2 separate regions of the Arachis hypogaea genome follow, and region 2 is linked to region 1. A link is a contact called in public Hi-C data. All regions are on one chromosome and are shown on one strand. The core of a region is the stretch at or near the end of the contact, and the rest is flanking DNA. Distances in the headings are between cores, read along the strand shown.

Region 1 (5,070 bases), core at 1,171-3,670:
GAAGGAAGGATATTTCCTTGTATTATGGGCACGATGAATCTGTCCAGCTGCAACCACAAAAACATTGAGAGTTAACGGGACGTGCCCTATAATCAAATTAAGAATGAGAAGACCATGTTCACTAAAACGTTGAAATACTCTCCATTTTGGTAAAAACAAAGACAATTTTCCTTCATAAAACATAAAGTACAGACAAATTATCTAACCTTACACTCGATAAGCTCCTCTGAAAGATGTCTATTCCAGACATATCTAGGGTCAGCCTGTAGTACAAAGTGGAAAAGGATACCAATATCTTTAGCAAGATTTTACTAATAAATAATAATTGAATTAAATGGTGCCATCAGGGACCAAGAGGATTTTCTTTGATCTTCCCTCTTCTAAGACTAAAAACATTAAATGAATGAAACTTCACGTGACATCTTAGAAAAAACTAATCAATGAAATAATAGATCAAAGTGATGCATCTAAACAAAATGAAATAAGTTATACATGGAATTTCATCTGTAATGTACAACACAACTGAATTACACATGAATAACATGCTCATGGCAGAATGCTTCACTCTCAATAGAAATATGAAGAATACTTCAATTAAAAAGATATTGACTCAAGGATTGGACTCCAAATGACAACTATTTTGCAGAGATCAAGGATTATGTGGACAAACCTGCTTCCATAATGGCTTACTCATCCACCCTTCCACTAGCTTATTTCTTCTCTGCAAGCTGATGGATAAAATGAATTAAATCTTATGAACATCAATTTTGGAAAGATATCAATTGATGTGCTAATGATAATAACAAACTAGCAATTTAGATTATGTGATTCTTACTTCAACGTAATATCAGTTTCATACGAATAGTACAAACCCGGCGTTGACTCCACTATGTTCAATAGTGTCATGAAGTAAGCCTCATCCTTTTTCTGCGTAAAGTTATGCATATGGAACATACATATAAAACACTAATCACATGTATAAAATTGGAATGAAGCCTAAAAAACTTCTGACTAAATAAATTCTTACTTCCTGCCCAGTTGAAAACTTTAAAGCGTCATTACAGGCAAGTACTCTCATAGACATCACGCGATATACTGGATAGCCGAGGAAACTTCCAACTTCCTTGCAAGAGGTTATTACAACAACATACGTTCCTACACCAAGACACACATTATTGAGTCTCATTGAGTTAAGCAAGTAATGGTGATAGGGTAGTTTGGTTACTTCAGAAAAACAAATAGAATTAAATGAAAATTAGTTCATCTCAATTATTATGATTATCTCATCATTGTTATTGATATCAATGGTCAAAACATGCATGACTGATTGACTATGTTGTATAGTTGTATGTATAAAGAATACCATTTTTTTTTTTCACCGAAAACATTCAAGGTGGACAAAGATCCTCAAGGAGGATCAGGACAAAATTACATGTTAATAGCAGCAAATCAAGCATGGTCACATGCAAATATATGAATGAACAACTGTAACAAATAAATTCAATTGCAAGTATATAGCCTATCCATCCCCTTTTATCCGTTACTTCCTTGCATTAACGTATCTAGATAATCCAAAGATATACAAAAAAGTGACCGTGACAAGAGAAAGTATATAAGCAACTAAAGATAAAAGCATATTGTACTTACCTACAACAAGTCTTATTGTTCCCACCACACCATAAATTGTTGATGTCCTTGAAGGACTTCCAGAGCATGTCTCATCTGCAATTTCATTTTATTTTATTCAATCAAAATGAAATGAAATTAAGATGAAATGGTTAACTTCAAAAATGCCTATAGAGTTGGCATAACCGTAGCTGAAATACATAAGCAATCAAAAGCGAACGAAACCAAACCTCAGAACTCAAGAAGAAGTAACTTCTGCCTATAACTAAAATGTTCATAAATGTGAAAATTGGGATATTCCATTGAATAATATCAGACAAGATATTTTCCTTCTTTACATGATAACAACCAACAACACTATGCTCTGCAATGAAATGAACTCGTTTGTTTCTAATTCAAAATAAATCAAGAAAAAAAAAAAAAAAACAACCGTCACAGAATATTTCCTGCATTTTCTTCACAACCAATTACGCAACAGCGAAACTAAACATTAAAAATTGTTCAGAAAAAAAAAAAAAGAAACAAAGATAAAAAGAGAGAGATTAATACCATCAAGGAAATTGATGTTCCCATCGCGGCGGCTAATCCAGAAGCCTTGATTGGGCGATTGAAGGGATTTGATGACAAACTTGTCCTCGAATTCGTGCAATTCGAGTTCATGATCTAGCTTGAATCTCTCAGCTGAACCCACCAAAGAGGGTTCAATGTCCATTTTTTCAAAGGGGGCTGAGAGAAAACAAAGAACGATGTTTAATTAACAATCCAGAAAACGCAATTTAAGGTATTTATAATTTCATTTGGCCAATCATTAAAACCTAAAGGATTTAATTTTGAGAAAGTTACACGTAACGCTACCAACTTATTTGTAATTGGTGATAATTACCATATCAATCATGCTACGTCAATTACTAAAATCAACTTAAAATACATATTAAAATATAAATATATATTAAAAATAAAATAAATTATACATATATTTACATAAAAATAAATAATAATTAATTTTAATGATTAATTTTAATATATAAATAATATTTTTGTTATCATATACTTTCAATAATTAAAAACCACATGGTCATAAATTAATATAAGTATAAATCAAATATTTTATAAAATATGGGTGTTGCTAATATATTTTTCAAGAGTAAATTTTTAAGAATGCTATAAAAAGTACTTATTAAGAGTTATTAAAAATATTTTTATATTTAAAAGTTAAAAAATTATTATAAATTAAAATATAAATTTAGATATAAAATAATTAAATCATAAAATATATGTTTTTATTTTATTATAAATTATAATTTAATTTTTATACATACTAAAAATTTTGTACATATACTCAGTAAGTATGTATTAATTGTAACCTCCGTAAAAGTAACATTTTTTACACTTGTTTATTAGTTTTTTTAGTGGAGATTAATCTTTTAAAAGAAAATAATAATAAAAAATAGTTTGATAGTTTACTTGTAAATTTATTTTACCCTTAAGAAGCTCTAACGTGTACGAAAATAGAAATAAAATAAAATAAAATAAAATAAAATGAGATAACTGTTATGGAAAGTGAAAAGTTAAAATGTTTTGGATTAGATAAGCCACGTGTTGAATGAGCAAGTAAGACCTTAATACCCAATTTCAGTAATTTTGTCCAATTGGATCTTTAGGCAAATCTAAGAACTTAAGAACAAAACTTAGCCTCATCTGATTTTGTCTATATTTAACTTGGAAGCTTTATATCGGGATTCTCTCGTCCCATACAATGATACAATGATACAACTTACAAGTAAGCAATGCGCTGGTCAATCTCTATCAACATTATGTTCGTGGTTTTTTTTAGATAAATAAAATAAATATTAAATTTACACGCATGAACTACTGGATTAATTTACGATTATACACTCATATTTCGTTTTGAATATTAACGAATTTCTTATAAATATATTTTGTCCCTAACATAGACAAGATAAGTAAAAAATAATTATCGAAATAAGACATTATCTTTTTTCTTAACGTATCTTATCTACATTAGTAAGAAACTCCTTTATATCGAAGATAAGATATATATTTAAAAACGTTTTTTATATTTTACAAAATCTCTCAAACTTTTTTTTTCTGGAGAATAATTTATTCTTTTTATTAGATTTTAGTCTATTGATAGTGATGCAAGGACATGCATGTGTCGTAAAAATCAACTAGTTAAAGACTACATATATTATCGCAATTGTAATAATCGAAGAAAAAAAAAAGGAAAAAAAAGCACCTGGGCTCATGCCCTCACTTAATTAGCGTTTGTTTTGAGATACTGAGATAGAGATTGAAAGATTGAGATTCAGTATTGTGTTTGTCGGTTCAAAAACTGGTACTAAATTTTTTGTCTCTGTCTCTAAAATTTCAGTATTTTAGTACTTTCAAAAAGTAAGGATACAGGGGACTAAAATTTTTAGAGATGGAGACTGAAACTTTAATAACATTTTATACTTAAAATACTCTCATTTCAATTAATTAATTTTAATTTTACCCTTTGTGCAAATTAAATTAGAGTTTCATTCTTGTTTCAATTCCTGTCTCCCATTTTACACCAAACAGAATACTGAGATTTATTTCAATCTCTGTCTCTTAGTCTTTGTCTCTTAGTCTCAATCTTTCCGTCTCTATCTCTCCACCAAACGCTACCTTAAATCTTTTCTTTTCTCTTCCTGCCCTTCCTGAAACCCTCTTTATCTCTCATTTTTTTTCATTCCTTAAAAAAAAAAAGAGAGAGAACTCAAACATTTCCTTTCCTTCATCTTCTCTTCCATTCTATCTTCTTTGTTCCAAAATTTTTACTCAACCACAACACGCTAGATTTTATTTTATTCTTCTATTTCATCTCTATTTTAATATATTACTTATACCTAAAGAAAAATTTTATTTTCTCACAACCCCAAGTCATGAAATTTCATCTTAATGAGTAAAAAAAGCATTCAATTTTTGAGTTTCGGTTATTATTCAAATTTTAAGGTAATTTTTTGACTCAATAATTAGCTATAGTTTCAATTTTTACCATCCCTATACTTGTGGATATACTTAAATCCGAAATTAGGGTTATTAGGTTAGAAAATTTGGGACTTTTGTCAAATTGAGTAAGATTATGTTAATTGACAACATTAGTAGCTCACAAATATTATTATTATTGTTATATTTTTAGAGTTATAGAGTTATTGGATATCATTTGGTAGCTCATTGATGCGCTCAGAGTTACTTCCGGTTTTATGGAACCAAGTTGTGAGTGGATATTATGTTTATAATTATTTTTAAGTGTACTATTATCAATATTTAAATCGAATAATTATTTTTAGCATTTAAAAATATTTGATTGTGGTGATTTTTGAATTATTGGAATGAATATCAATTTTTAAAAAATTCATAATTTTATACAAATATACACGAGACGATATTTATATATTT
Region 2 (5,070 bases), core at 1,726-4,225, 370 kb after region 1:
ACACCATTAATCATATATTTACCTATTAATAATTTTGTTAGATCCACCTCTACATAAAGTCTTGCAAACTTCTCTCTATACATATTAGCGGTGTTAGTATCCACTTTTACAACCCTTTTCTATAAATTCTCCTATTTTCTTAGGTATATTTCTATCATATAACTCAATTGGCAAACCTGGAAGCCCCACCTATGTTGTAATCTTGTCTATAGTAGCCAAAAAAGGGATTAAAATTTGGTTCCCTATACCTCATAACTAGGTAGTGATCATAGATTTTTCATGGTCACTCGAAAAGAGCATAGTCTAAATCTTTTTGTGAGTAGAATTTAACTAAGTAAAAGTCATGACCCAAGTCTATAACATCTATGCTTCCTTTGTCACTCCACATTCTTTCTAACCTTCTTTTCATAACTGTATATCCTATTTTTCTTCCCATCAGTTTAACTAACAATGAATTCCACTAAGGTTTCCAAAGTTTTATGATGGTCTCTTCATATAAGCGCAGGTTGTGTAACCCCTCATCCACCTCGGTTACCGTGACATCCTTTGGTGCTCGCTGTTAGAATCTCCTCTAGGGTCTTCATCAGAGTCAACTTCCTCCTCTTTTGAGCTCTCTTCCATGTCTTCTTCTTCTTTTGATGACCTTGGGTTCTCCTTCTCATCTTCCACTTGACCAATCTTAGGCCCCTTTTTAACAATTTCAGCAAAAGACATGGAATCCTTCTAAACTCCTATTTCCTTTTTAGATTCTTCATCTACCATCCGTGGCTCCTCTCTTGGGACTCTAAAAACATCATTTGAAAATTTTCTCCTCCCTTTCTAACTTTCTTTTTGCTTCGGTGAAGGAGGTCCTCCTGCTGCGATGTCCTTCATTTAGTTTGTTCACTTGGAGCTTCCATGGAACTTCTGGAAAAAAGAAAATGGTAACCTGTACGGAGAGAAAACTTGCTTGTACGGATATAAACGTTTACACATTGTTTGGATTGAGGGATTTTGAAGGAAAAGAAAATGGGAAGAAAAGTAAGTTTTTTGTTGTTTGGATGAGAAGGAAAAATAGGGAGGAAAGAAAATATTAGTGTGGGACCCACTAAATTATTTTCTCTCCACAAATGAAAAGAAAATGAAGAGAAATGGGGGCAATGTGAATAAAATTACATATTTACCCCTTGTCATTAATAAATTATAATTTGCATATAATATATATAAGGGTATTAATGTAATTTTATACTATCATGATTTTCTTTCTTCTCACTTTTTTTTCCATCCAAACAAAAGAAAATTTTCTCTTTATTTTCTTTCCATCCATTTTCTCTTAATCCAAACAACATACAAATAACTCTACTTTTCCTTCTATTTTCTTTCCACTCATTTTCTTTCCTCCCATTTTCTTTCCTTCCATTTTCTTTTCTATATCCAAACAATTAATTAGCGTGACAAATTTCGTGTTATACTATGTGTTCTATGGATGTTGGGGATGGAAGCAAGGTTGCTGATAAAAAAGTTGGTTGGGAGAATGTAGAAGCTGATCTTAGGTCAAATGATGTTCTGAAGGCCCAAGTTGTTAAAGTGGAGGCCCAGGTAGGTGTTCAACTAACTGTTGAAATGAGGGTCCATAAATGTTAGTGATGGATAAGTGTTGGATAAAAGTAATCATGAGAAGAATAATGAAGATGTAGATGATGATTGAGATTATGAAGTAGATTCAGATCTCTACTTTAGTAACAGTGAAGATAATTTATTAATTTTTATGGAGATGATGCATTGTTTGATGTTGAGATTACTCTTTGAAAAATGCACCACGAAATAAAGTAGACCAAGAAAACTATGACTGCAATGGTCAATAAGAAGACTGTTGGGGAGAGATTAAGTTATTGTTTAAGTGATGATGAATAGGTTAATAATAATGAGCTAGAAGAGATAGCTAGCGAAGATGATAAAGAAGGGTGTAAAAGGGTCCAGAGGAAGTTTCTTGTTGAAGGATATAAGGCATTATAAGTGAGAGGGTGGGTTCCTAGGTGGTGGACATATGCAGTGAAGATGGAAAAACGAAGATAGTTGGTAGTTAAAAAGTGTTAACAATCATCACTCTTATAATTTTGTATTTGAGATTCAACTGATGAAGTTTTAGTGGCTTGCTAAGGTTTTCAAAAAGAAGATGGAAGAGAATCTTAAGTTAAAGTTAGGCCATCAAAGTAGGATACTTAGCAAATAGAATGTACATATTTCAAGAAAAAAGGCATTTCGGATTAAGCAAATTGTATTGGTAGAGATAAATGAAACTTTCAAAGAGCATATTAAAGACTTTATGATTTTCATGTACTGTTCATATCAAATCTTAGGTCTTCTGTTAAGTTACAAATTTAGCTACCTCTAACAAACCAAACTAAGTCTTCTGGAGCATCAATGGCCTTAAATTCACAAGAAGCAAATTAGACATTAAGGATTTAGAATATGCTCTATCTATCTATCTATCTATCTATCTATCTATATTAGAAAAGTCTAGGGAGTAGCAATTTTATTTAATTTTGGCCAGAATGTAACAGCAAAGAAAGGTGAGTCATTAGATGAAATCTCACACCAATCTCACACTATTAAATTATCATTGATGACTATTTGATGGCTACCAATCACAAAAGTTGCTAGTCTCTAGCATTGCACTATTTTATTTTTAACAAAAAAAGATAAAAAAAAATAATTGAAAAAAAATATCTTAGCACAATCAATACTTACTTGCCACATTAGACCTTTCATTTGCCAAGTCACTAACTTCTGTCATTGATTTACACAATATTAATTGTCAAAGATAAATTTTAAACTAATCAAAATTTAGGAACAAAATTAAATATTAAATATATTTTTCAAATTTTTAACAAACATCAGAAACAAAATTTAAATTGAATTCTCATGCATATAGGTATAACATGAACCCTGTCTTTTTGTCTTGATTATAACAAGAACTCAATCTGCATTTTAGACTCCACATGGGTTTAGTCAAGGCCCACTGGACAACCAAGAAAGAAGAGAGACCTAAACATTCTGCCTTCTCTGACAAAAACCAAACATCGTTTCAGCCCAGTCAAAAAGATTGTGTATTTTTGTTTTTTGTGTTTTCATTTATAGAAAGGACAGAGTTGAAAGATTTCTACACTATAAAAGACATTGAAATAAGTAAAAAAAAAAAAAAGACTTTGAAATATGAAGCAAATCCAAATAGACGGAACTATAGCTACCTAAAATAGGAAAATTGACTAAATGGCCATTAGGTCAAATGTATTTTTCAAGCAACAACGTAATGACATTTTCACGAAAATGCTATGCTATTTCTATTACATTTGCACTATTTAACTTTTTTCTTTCTTTTCATTAATACCCAATTATGGTTTTGAACTTTTGATGTCGAAGTGAAAAATTGGTAGGAGATATGTATTGGTTAATGATTACTCTTTTTTTGGTTAAGTTAATGATTACTCTTTGATTGGCTTAATTTTCGTTTTCAGCTTTCATTGTTTAGGGCCAACACCCAATAAGATTTTGTTTTGTTGATTAAGGATTGTTTAGTGATATTTGTGATTACACACATTGTTAATTGTCAATTTTAAGGTCGTTTCATGGGAGGTCAATTTGTAGTTGTAAGATGTGATCTTCAAATTTTCATATTGTAACCACTGTGTGCATAATCATGTTGTAATGTCGATTTCCCAATTGCAATTTTTTCTAAAGCTATGATATATCCTAGGTAGCCTTTCACCAATGAAATTGTTATACTCTTGCGTTTGAGCCTTCACTATTATATTAGCTAGGGTTGGTTCATTGCTGCATTGCTACTTTTCTAGCTGCTGGAAGCAAAACTTTTCATGCTCTCCATATATTCTTTTTACAAGAAGCGATTAGATTACCTTTTTTTTTTTCTCGTTTTTAAATTTCTTTTTGTCACTACTAAATGAAGTGTAACTTCTATTAATAATTAAGACTGCATTTGCTTCCTGTCTTAGAATAGTAGAAAAATAGAAACATGTATATAAAAATTATCTTTGTATTATATTTGGTTAAGATGAAAAAAGACATTTTAAGATTTATATTTTAAAGAAATAACATGGCAGTTGAGGCTTTAATTTAGTAATAAATTTTTGTGTACAAGGTGTTGCATTCGAATTTGAAGCTTAGCTAAGCCAAGTAATGGAGATCCTTTAAATGTTTTTACGTGTGTAAGTATAGAATACATGTTAAAATATAAAAATATACGTTAACGATAAATTAATGTATTTATATATAAATATATGGTGATTGTTTTAATATATATTAAAAAACAAAGATACGTTAGGAACTAGGAAGACAATTTTATTAATCAGTGCACTTCTTTTTCTCTTTCAATTTGTATTGTTCGCAAGGTGGAAGCGAATAAAATTTGTGTCTCTTGTGTTGAACAACCAAAGTCTTCTGTCTTTCCGTGTTCCTATCCTTACTATTCTTAGATAATGATCAAAATACATCCTAAATAATGTAGAATACACTCTATTTGAACATGAAAAATCAAAAATTTGAATATTAAAAGAAAATCTAAAACAGCTCACACTTCACACCTCAATTCGTTAAACGATGATCTTCATGATTAGAAATCTTCCTAAAATGAATAAATTTATACGTGGCTTATTTTGTTGGTACTACTTGATTTTATATAAATGGAATATAATATAATATGGATTGCATTTGCATGCATTTCACTACTACTAATTGATTGGAGAGAGGGCACTTAATGAAAGGACACAACATCTTGTCAATGATTTTAGTATATTTCACCCATCTCGAATATATTTTTGAAAAAGTCTAGGTCATCATTTTTATTAAAATTTAGTCAGTACTTAATCAGTAAAAGAAAATTGAGTAATCTTATATCACTAGATGAAATTTCACACCATTAAAAACACTAATAATAGTTAATTGATAGCCTCTAATACTTTTATATATTTTTCATGGTATTTGACAGGAGTCCATAATCCATAAATCAGTATTTATTCTGTAATAATATTGTGGAATAATTTGTTTTGTTTATTTATTTAATTTTTTTATTTT

The links. A called contact is a pair of places that touch in the nucleus more often than the background predicts.
Region 2: a Hi-C map of leaf shows a contact between it and region 1, with 7 times the contacts expected there. The contact joins the enhancer-like site here to the promoter of LOC112743664 in region 1. A contact is called at or near these places in 2 of 8 Hi-C or Micro-C datasets (leaf and an unstated tissue).

The regions. Positions count from the first base shown.
Region 1 is chr14:109,010,821-109,015,890 of arahy.Tifrunner.gnm2.J5K5, forward strand. LOC112743664 (phosphoinositide phosphatase SAC8) reads right to left here and starts at 2,421. Exons shown (of 20, transcript XM_025792963.2): 1 at 2,176-2,421; 2 at 1,648-1,722; 3 at 1,028-1,155; 4 at 836-927; 5 at 671-728; 6 at 207-263; 7 at 14-47. The coding sequence starts at 2,338.
Region 2 is chr14:109,377,341-109,382,410 of arahy.Tifrunner.gnm2.J5K5, forward strand. No RefSeq gene overlaps it. Among protein-coding and RNA genes, the nearest start is that of LOC112745086, 16 kb to the left of the region's middle. Within about 2 kb of position 2,976, at least 2 of the 3 cell types and tissues checked have open chromatin away from gene starts, as enhancers often do.